2 separate regions of the Drosophila melanogaster genome follow, and region 2 is linked to region 1. A link is a contact called in public Hi-C data. All regions are on one chromosome and are shown on one strand. The core of a region is the stretch at or near the end of the contact, and the rest is flanking DNA. Distances in the headings are between cores, read along the strand shown.

Region 1 (3,271 bases), core at 222-2,721:
ACTCAAGCCACCAGCTGCCATAAAAAATCGTACTTATCTATGTATGTACATACATACATACATATGTACGTATGCACTTTGCGTCAGATAAAACGTCATGAATAATTTGTTTTCCGTTTGAATGCTTATGTAACGGCAGTTGGACGGTATACAAATCCTTCAAAAATTTTAAAACGGTGCTGAAATCACACAATTTGTTATTGCACTTCTCTAAAATCTCCTTAAAATTCCCTGAAAAGCACAAAATTCCAGGGAAAAATGCGTATTGCAGAACAGCAATCTTAACTAGAAACTGGCATGATTTCTATGAATTTTGTCAATTGTCAATTTTTTGTCAATTCTCTAAAATCTCCTTAATATTCCCTGAAAAGCACAAAATTCCAGGGAAAAATGAGTATTGCAGAACAGCAATCTTAACTAGAAACTGGCATGATTTCTATGAATTTTGTCAATTTTGCCAGCTACGTATTTCCATTTAATGATCTTTAATAAATTCCGCTATTGGGCGGTGTGCCTTGTCGAGGCTCTACTGTAGTCTAAAATGTGGCGTTGCCAAAAGTGAGCCCAGCAAGGGAGCTGTTGCTTCTGCTTCTTCGCTGGCTGCTTCCAGTGCCCGGTGGTTGATGAAGTCATTGGTAGAGGTGGTCGGAGGTCACCGGTGGGTGGATATGAGGGGGTGGCATGGGCCGCTCGGTGTGAGGACTCCGCCAGTCCTCCTGTCCCAGACGGGAATGGAATGACACACAGCACACACAAAGGCGCAGAGGAGCTGCAACTGCGGTGTGCTGTTGTGTTTGCTTCACTTACCGCTCCGCAATCGGCTGCCGGCGAATTCTCGACGATGTCGTAGATGACATGTGGCGGTCCGGTGGTTCCGAGTAGCGAAAACCCGAAACCGGAATGCTGCTCGCTGCGCCGCAGCACCACTTTCAGTTCCTCGCTCATTTTGGGTCCTTCGGCGTCCTGCTGCCGATCGGTTCACACTCTTTTCACCGAGTTTTCGTTTGGTTGGTTGGCGGTGTGGGTGGGTAACCCCTGGGCGTGATTAATCCTTTGGGCGACGGCCACTTTTCTTAGTCGCTTTAATTAATTCTCGCTGTTTTGGGCTTGGCCAACTTCATTTGCACACTCTCATTTTGTTTTCACTCTTTCCACTTCACAACATGCACACAAACACACACGCTCACAAACACTCATACACGCACTCACGGATGACGATTTGAAAAAAAGAATGAAACTCCTTGGCGAATTTGTTTAAACATTAAACATTATTGCATTTGCTGCGCTGCTTCTTCTTCTACTTCGTTGGCTTTCTTTCCACGCAATTCTGCGTTCCACGCAAACGAAACTTGTTTAATTCGCCCGTCTGCTTCTCGCTTCGTTTCTTTATGTCGCTTTTGTCCGACTGTTTCGCCGCCGCTTAGCGGTTCGCGGGGGGTTTTAGCCGCACATATTTTGGCGAATGTGGATGCCCAGATATCGCAGATTGTACTAAATGATTGTAAATTGTAAATTGTACTATTGCACTGGGGATGGGAAGCATAAAAGTATTAATATATCGATAGATATCGGAAAGTATTTCTACCGTTGCTTCATTTCTATCGATAGATATATTTAAACCTCTTGTATACTTTTTCTAGATTAAATGAGATTTATTAGCTGACAAAGGAAAATTAAAAGAAATATATGAATAAATCTAGCCAAACAATAACTACACAGCGAAGGACAACAGATATCACTGAATGCCCTTTGGAATGTCATAGTCTGGCAACACTTGAAATGTGCCTATGCCTTAACCAAAAAAGATTACCCAACACTTATTCAGTTTGAAAATAAATGCGGATAATTTAAAACCGGAACCGGTTAATTTTCATATACCGGTATATTATTTAATAAAAACTCAAATAAAAAAGGGTATACCTAAGCCCCAAGAAAAATAAGCAGAAGCTAGAATTTACGTTTTTGCTGTGTCCATTTTATAATTGGTTTCATAATAGGATATCAAAATTTTTTGATTTCTTTTCTAATTTCTAAAACCCCCGTAAGACTTATTTTATTGAACTATTTTATCCCTTAACCATTTCTGTGACACGCACTTATTTCCCCATTAATTATTATATAAAACTCCACTTTGTCATGGATTATCTAGGAATATACACTCAATGGTCACTCGTAATCCGCCGCATCGACTTTAAAAGCGCGTGCAATTGCGACTTTCAGATAAATCTCCGACTGGGTCTTACGACTCGCCGACGGTTGTCTATTAAAATTTTATAGCTCCGCAGTTGGTGGCACAAAGCACTTGACTCATGCGTCCACTTCCGTTTCTGACCGGACGCCTGGGGAAGGGGCTGGGAATCGGATTCGGGTTTGTTGTGACAACAGTTCGTAGGCAAAGACAACAAGCCGATCTGCGGGTGTCATAACCACTCATACCCGAGGTCCAGATGTTGCGCACAATTATCATATCAGCAGCACATCATTTGCGACTAAGTGAAAAAGCAGATTGGCCTGGCACACTCTGCGCCTTGTTTAAAAAGCAGCTCCGCCGAATCTGAGATTTCAGTAATAGTTTAGACCTAGAAGCAAAGACATCGGCAATGAAGAACTCCCACGCGAACGTCTACCAAGAATCCTATTGCTACGAGGATATTACGAAATCGTGGCTGAACCAAACGGAGGGCTATACGGACTGCAGCTATGTATATGACCACAGTGCGTCTTCTTCCTACGCGGATTACAATAAACTAGAAACTAATTGGTGCAACGAAGCGAACGATCAATGGTTACAAAATGAGGCACCTACTGGTCAAGAACTTCCAAGCCAAAGGTCCAAACTCCGGGCAATCAGCTCGAATCGCAAGGAACGCACAGCATTTTCAAAAACGCAGCTCAAGCAGCTGGAAGCGGAGTTCTGCTATTCCAACTATTTGACTCGCTTGCGTCGCTACGAAATCGCAGTGGCGCTGGAGCTGACCGAACGCCAGGTGAAGGTGTGGTTCCAAAATCGACGCATGAAGTGCAAGCGCATCAAACTGGAGGAGCAGCAAGGCAGCTCGGCCAAAACGCCATTTTAGTTTGTACAAGGACATATTTTAACACAATTCATCTTACAAAATGTTTTCGCTTACTTAACAACTATAGTAAATGTATTTTAAGCTACTACTTGGATTTCTTGGCCTTTCCCTTGGGCAAGGGTTTGGCCAGCGACTTGGCTGCGGCCAGCTGCAACTTCTGGGTGGCGGCATTCTTGTTGCTCTTAGCCGGCGGA
Region 2 (3,271 bases), core at 305-2,804, 99 kb before region 1:
GCTTGCATGGCGAGAATATATCGCAGCACTTCAAATGCGATCCCAAATTGGATGCGCAGTGCGAGGAGTGGCGGAGCGTGTTCAAGACATTCAATGCTCAGAGCGGTAGTTGCACACTGCAGCGATGGAATCGCTACGAGTACGAGCTGCTGGTCAAGGTGGGCACCAAGAGGAGTGGCCGTCTACTGGGTCGTTCCACCACCACAGATGTTATCCTACGAGCTCACCATGACTTTGGGAACTTCACACGGCTCCTAAGCGAGGGCGATGTTGTACTATTCTATGGAATCCTGCACAATTCTCGGCTTTTGGCTGACAACGTGCAGGTGAAGCTGAAAACCATCGAGTGTGTGGAGTGCCGGTCGCGGGATTTGGGTACGGCCAGCATCGAGCGAGTGGTGGCCGCTTCACCCATGGATGCACGCCTCCAAGATTTGATGAGAGGCATCAAGTATTTGTTGAACGCTTTGTTGAATCCTTTAATTACGTTTAAGTAATTTTCATTAAATTAAAAAACACAGGAGTATGAGTTTCTTGTAATCTGCTCACCCCATTTTTTTTACTTTAATATAATAGATACATATGTATTTATTTAAACTGAAAAATATTTACGAAATTATATTGGTTGATTATGATAGTGTTGTAAAACAGCTTTTCAATTGTCGTTTTATTGGTTCTTAAAAATATATAAAGATCCTTATCACACGCATTATTTTTTGCTTTGTTTGTATTTAGTTAAATATGTTATCGGAAGGTAACTGATCCACACCTTTGACATTCCATTTGCAAGAGTCCCGAGTTGTGAGCGTCTTTTGTGGAGATGTTAGCGAATATGGAACAGGTGTTTCTAGGAAATCAACATTTTCCAGGCACTTTAGCGAAGCAAACAACTCAACATCCGGGTCTAATTTCAGTTCAATCTCCTCATGCAGCTCACACGGCTCCTTGCAGATGAACTGCTCGGGTGCGTTGACCAAGAACCGGACTCCCTCGAGCAGGAGCTTCCTATGAGCGGGATTATCCACTCCCAGCATGATCAGATCGCTTACGATAATAAGCTTGCAGCGTTCAATGCTGTCGTACCCCCGCTCCAGGAATTTACCAATGTACTTCTCCATGGTCAATAGCACCAACCAATCGCGCACAGCCCGTCCACACATCCTAGTTCTTCTATTATAATCTCTAAATCTCCAAATTGAACACTTTAAACAACAGTTACAACTGGAAACCGTTACAATTTACCGGTTAGATATGACATTTTAAGGCATACGTACTCAATAAAATTGTTTTATTAACCGGCTGCTTTTCCTTATTAAATAAATAGCTACCTAAATATATAAGCTTAAAATACAAATTTTAAATACATTTTCAATGGTCATGCTTTTTATGAACAATGAGGGCACTAGACTTATTAGTTGGGCAACACTGTAATTATTATTATACATTCGAATTTTAAATTGTATTTCATTTGGATCTAGTACCCCTGGCGGCGCATGGATACTTTTCGATAACCTTATCGAAGCCAATCGGCCAACGTCCATCACCAGCTGTCAGCAGAATTTATTTCTCTCTCCACACTTCGGTGCAAAGTGTATTTAAGTGGCCAAGCGGTCGGTGCTCGAGAACACACGCGTTTCACACACCTGAGAGGGCTGCAGTTGTCTGGACGGTCGCGAAAGTAGCAGATACCAAATAAGGAGAACACTTGTCACCATGATACCGACCATAACGAAGAAGTACCAGAACGTGGTGATTAGCACGGGCAACATCATCGCCACGGAACTGGGACAGCGCAAATCGAACGAGGAGCTGTACGACGGCCTGAAGATAACGCTCCACACCGACTCGACTGCGGAGCGCGTGGTGGTTGAAAAGGAGATCGACGAGCTGCATGGGCGGGTGCAAAGGGCCACCCAGGAGTTGACCACCCGCTTGACGGAGAATGGACGGAATGAGATAAGTATCGGTGCCAAGATATTCCTCAATCGCCACTCCACAGAGTCTGTGAATCAGGCGGTGGAGGAGCTGCTCCACATACTTAGTGTGACGCACGTGGACAATGTGGTGTTGGCCTACCACCCGAATGCGGTTGCCACCGCAACGCCGGTGGCCACAACCAAACCGCCCTGTTCCGAGGATTCCAACGTCAGCAGGGCTACAAACTGGAGCCAGCGCAATGGAAAGGAAGGAGTGGCAGAGCTGAAGGAACTGTACAAAACACTGGAGCAATATGCCCTCAAGCAGCAGATTACACAGCTGGGAATTGCCGATCTGGATGCGGCGGCGCTGGAGGAGCTACACAACAGCGCACAGGTTGTGCCCACAATTGCCCAGGTCAACCTGTCTACGTGCTGCGTGGTGCCACCAGAACTGCAGGAGTTCTGCACCGCTCACGACATCCAACTGAACACGCACAGCGATCCCGAGCTCCTGCTGCCCGTGGAGCAGTTCGACGGACTGGTCCCTGGCTACACAATCGACTGGACACTGCGTTACCAGGTGCATGTCCGCTGCCGGGGCGTTCTCACCGCCAAGGGCTACATCGTGGGCGCGTCGAGGTCGAGCGTTTAGTTTTAAGTAACTCCCACATACAGATGCTAGGCTATAGTTTTAATGTTTGTAATGTATGCTGTGTACAGTGGTGTACTTATTGTTTGTTATACAAAACCCAAATTGATGATTCGAAGCCGATCGATTCACTTTGCTGTAAACGATTTTAAAATACTTATTCTGAACATAAAGCGTTTCAAAAACGACAATTGGCAATTGGCTATTGTGTGTCACTGGCTTCCAGCTGCTGGGGGTTTAGCGATTTGAGCCCCAACCGGTTTGAATGCCTCGGCTACAAATTAAGTGTACGTCCAGCTGGTGTAATTTATATGCTCTGGTCGCAGACGAGTACTCTTGGTGATTTCCTTGTTGTGGCTTGTTATTTGCCCCAACTAATCGCTGTCTAGGCCTCCGCTTCTGTTGGACTCAAATCTAATTAAAGGCAGACGCGTCTCGCCCGACGACCCATCTAGATCACGTGGCTGACCCGCTCGCCTGTCGATACAACAAAAATTAAATAAAAATATAAAAACCAACAAAAAAAAAAGCCCCGCAGTTGATTAGAATATTGTATACAATGGCAGGTATATTAAATATATAACTGGTGATTTAGATTGTATCAGCATTAGCAAGGGTGCAACAAGCGACCACCGGCCATAAATAAATCCAGCAACAATAAAATGGGAATAGAAACCAAAAATAAAAATGTGGAAACTGTCCG

The links. Hi-C and Micro-C count contacts between places; a contact is called where the count stands out from the background.
Region 2: a Hi-C map of the Kc167 cell line shows a contact between it and region 1, with 3 times the contacts expected there. A contact is called at or near these places in 11 of 107 Hi-C or Micro-C datasets (the D17-c3 cell line, the Kc167 cell line, the Ras3 cell line and 3 more).

Annotation. Positions count from the first base shown.
Region 1 is chr3R:22,585,955-22,589,225 of dm6, reverse strand. It overlaps Efa6 (Exchange factor for Arf 6), which reads right to left and starts at 1,471. Exons shown (of 15, transcript NM_170027.4): 1 at 808-1,471. The coding sequence starts at 945. It overlaps btn (buttonless), which reads left to right and starts at 2,601. Exons shown (of 1, transcript NM_170026.2): 1 at 2,601-3,077. The coding sequence starts at 2,601. The coding sequence ends at 3,077. CG6937 reads right to left here. Exons shown (of 3, transcript NM_142809.4): 3 at 3,017-3,271. The coding sequence ends at 3,163.
Region 2 is chr3R:22,684,793-22,688,063 of dm6, reverse strand. Gclm (Glutamate-cysteine ligase modifier subunit) reads left to right here and starts at 1,554. Exons shown (of 1, transcript NM_001275916.1): 1 at 1,554-3,058. The coding sequence starts at 1,714. The coding sequence ends at 2,571. CG17625 reads right to left here and starts at 1,215. Exons shown (of 1, transcript NM_142821.3): 1 at 657-1,215. The coding sequence starts at 1,160. The coding sequence ends at 732. wfs1 (wolfram syndrome 1) reads left to right here. Exons shown (of 4, transcript NM_142822.3): 4 at 1-522. The coding sequence ends at 497.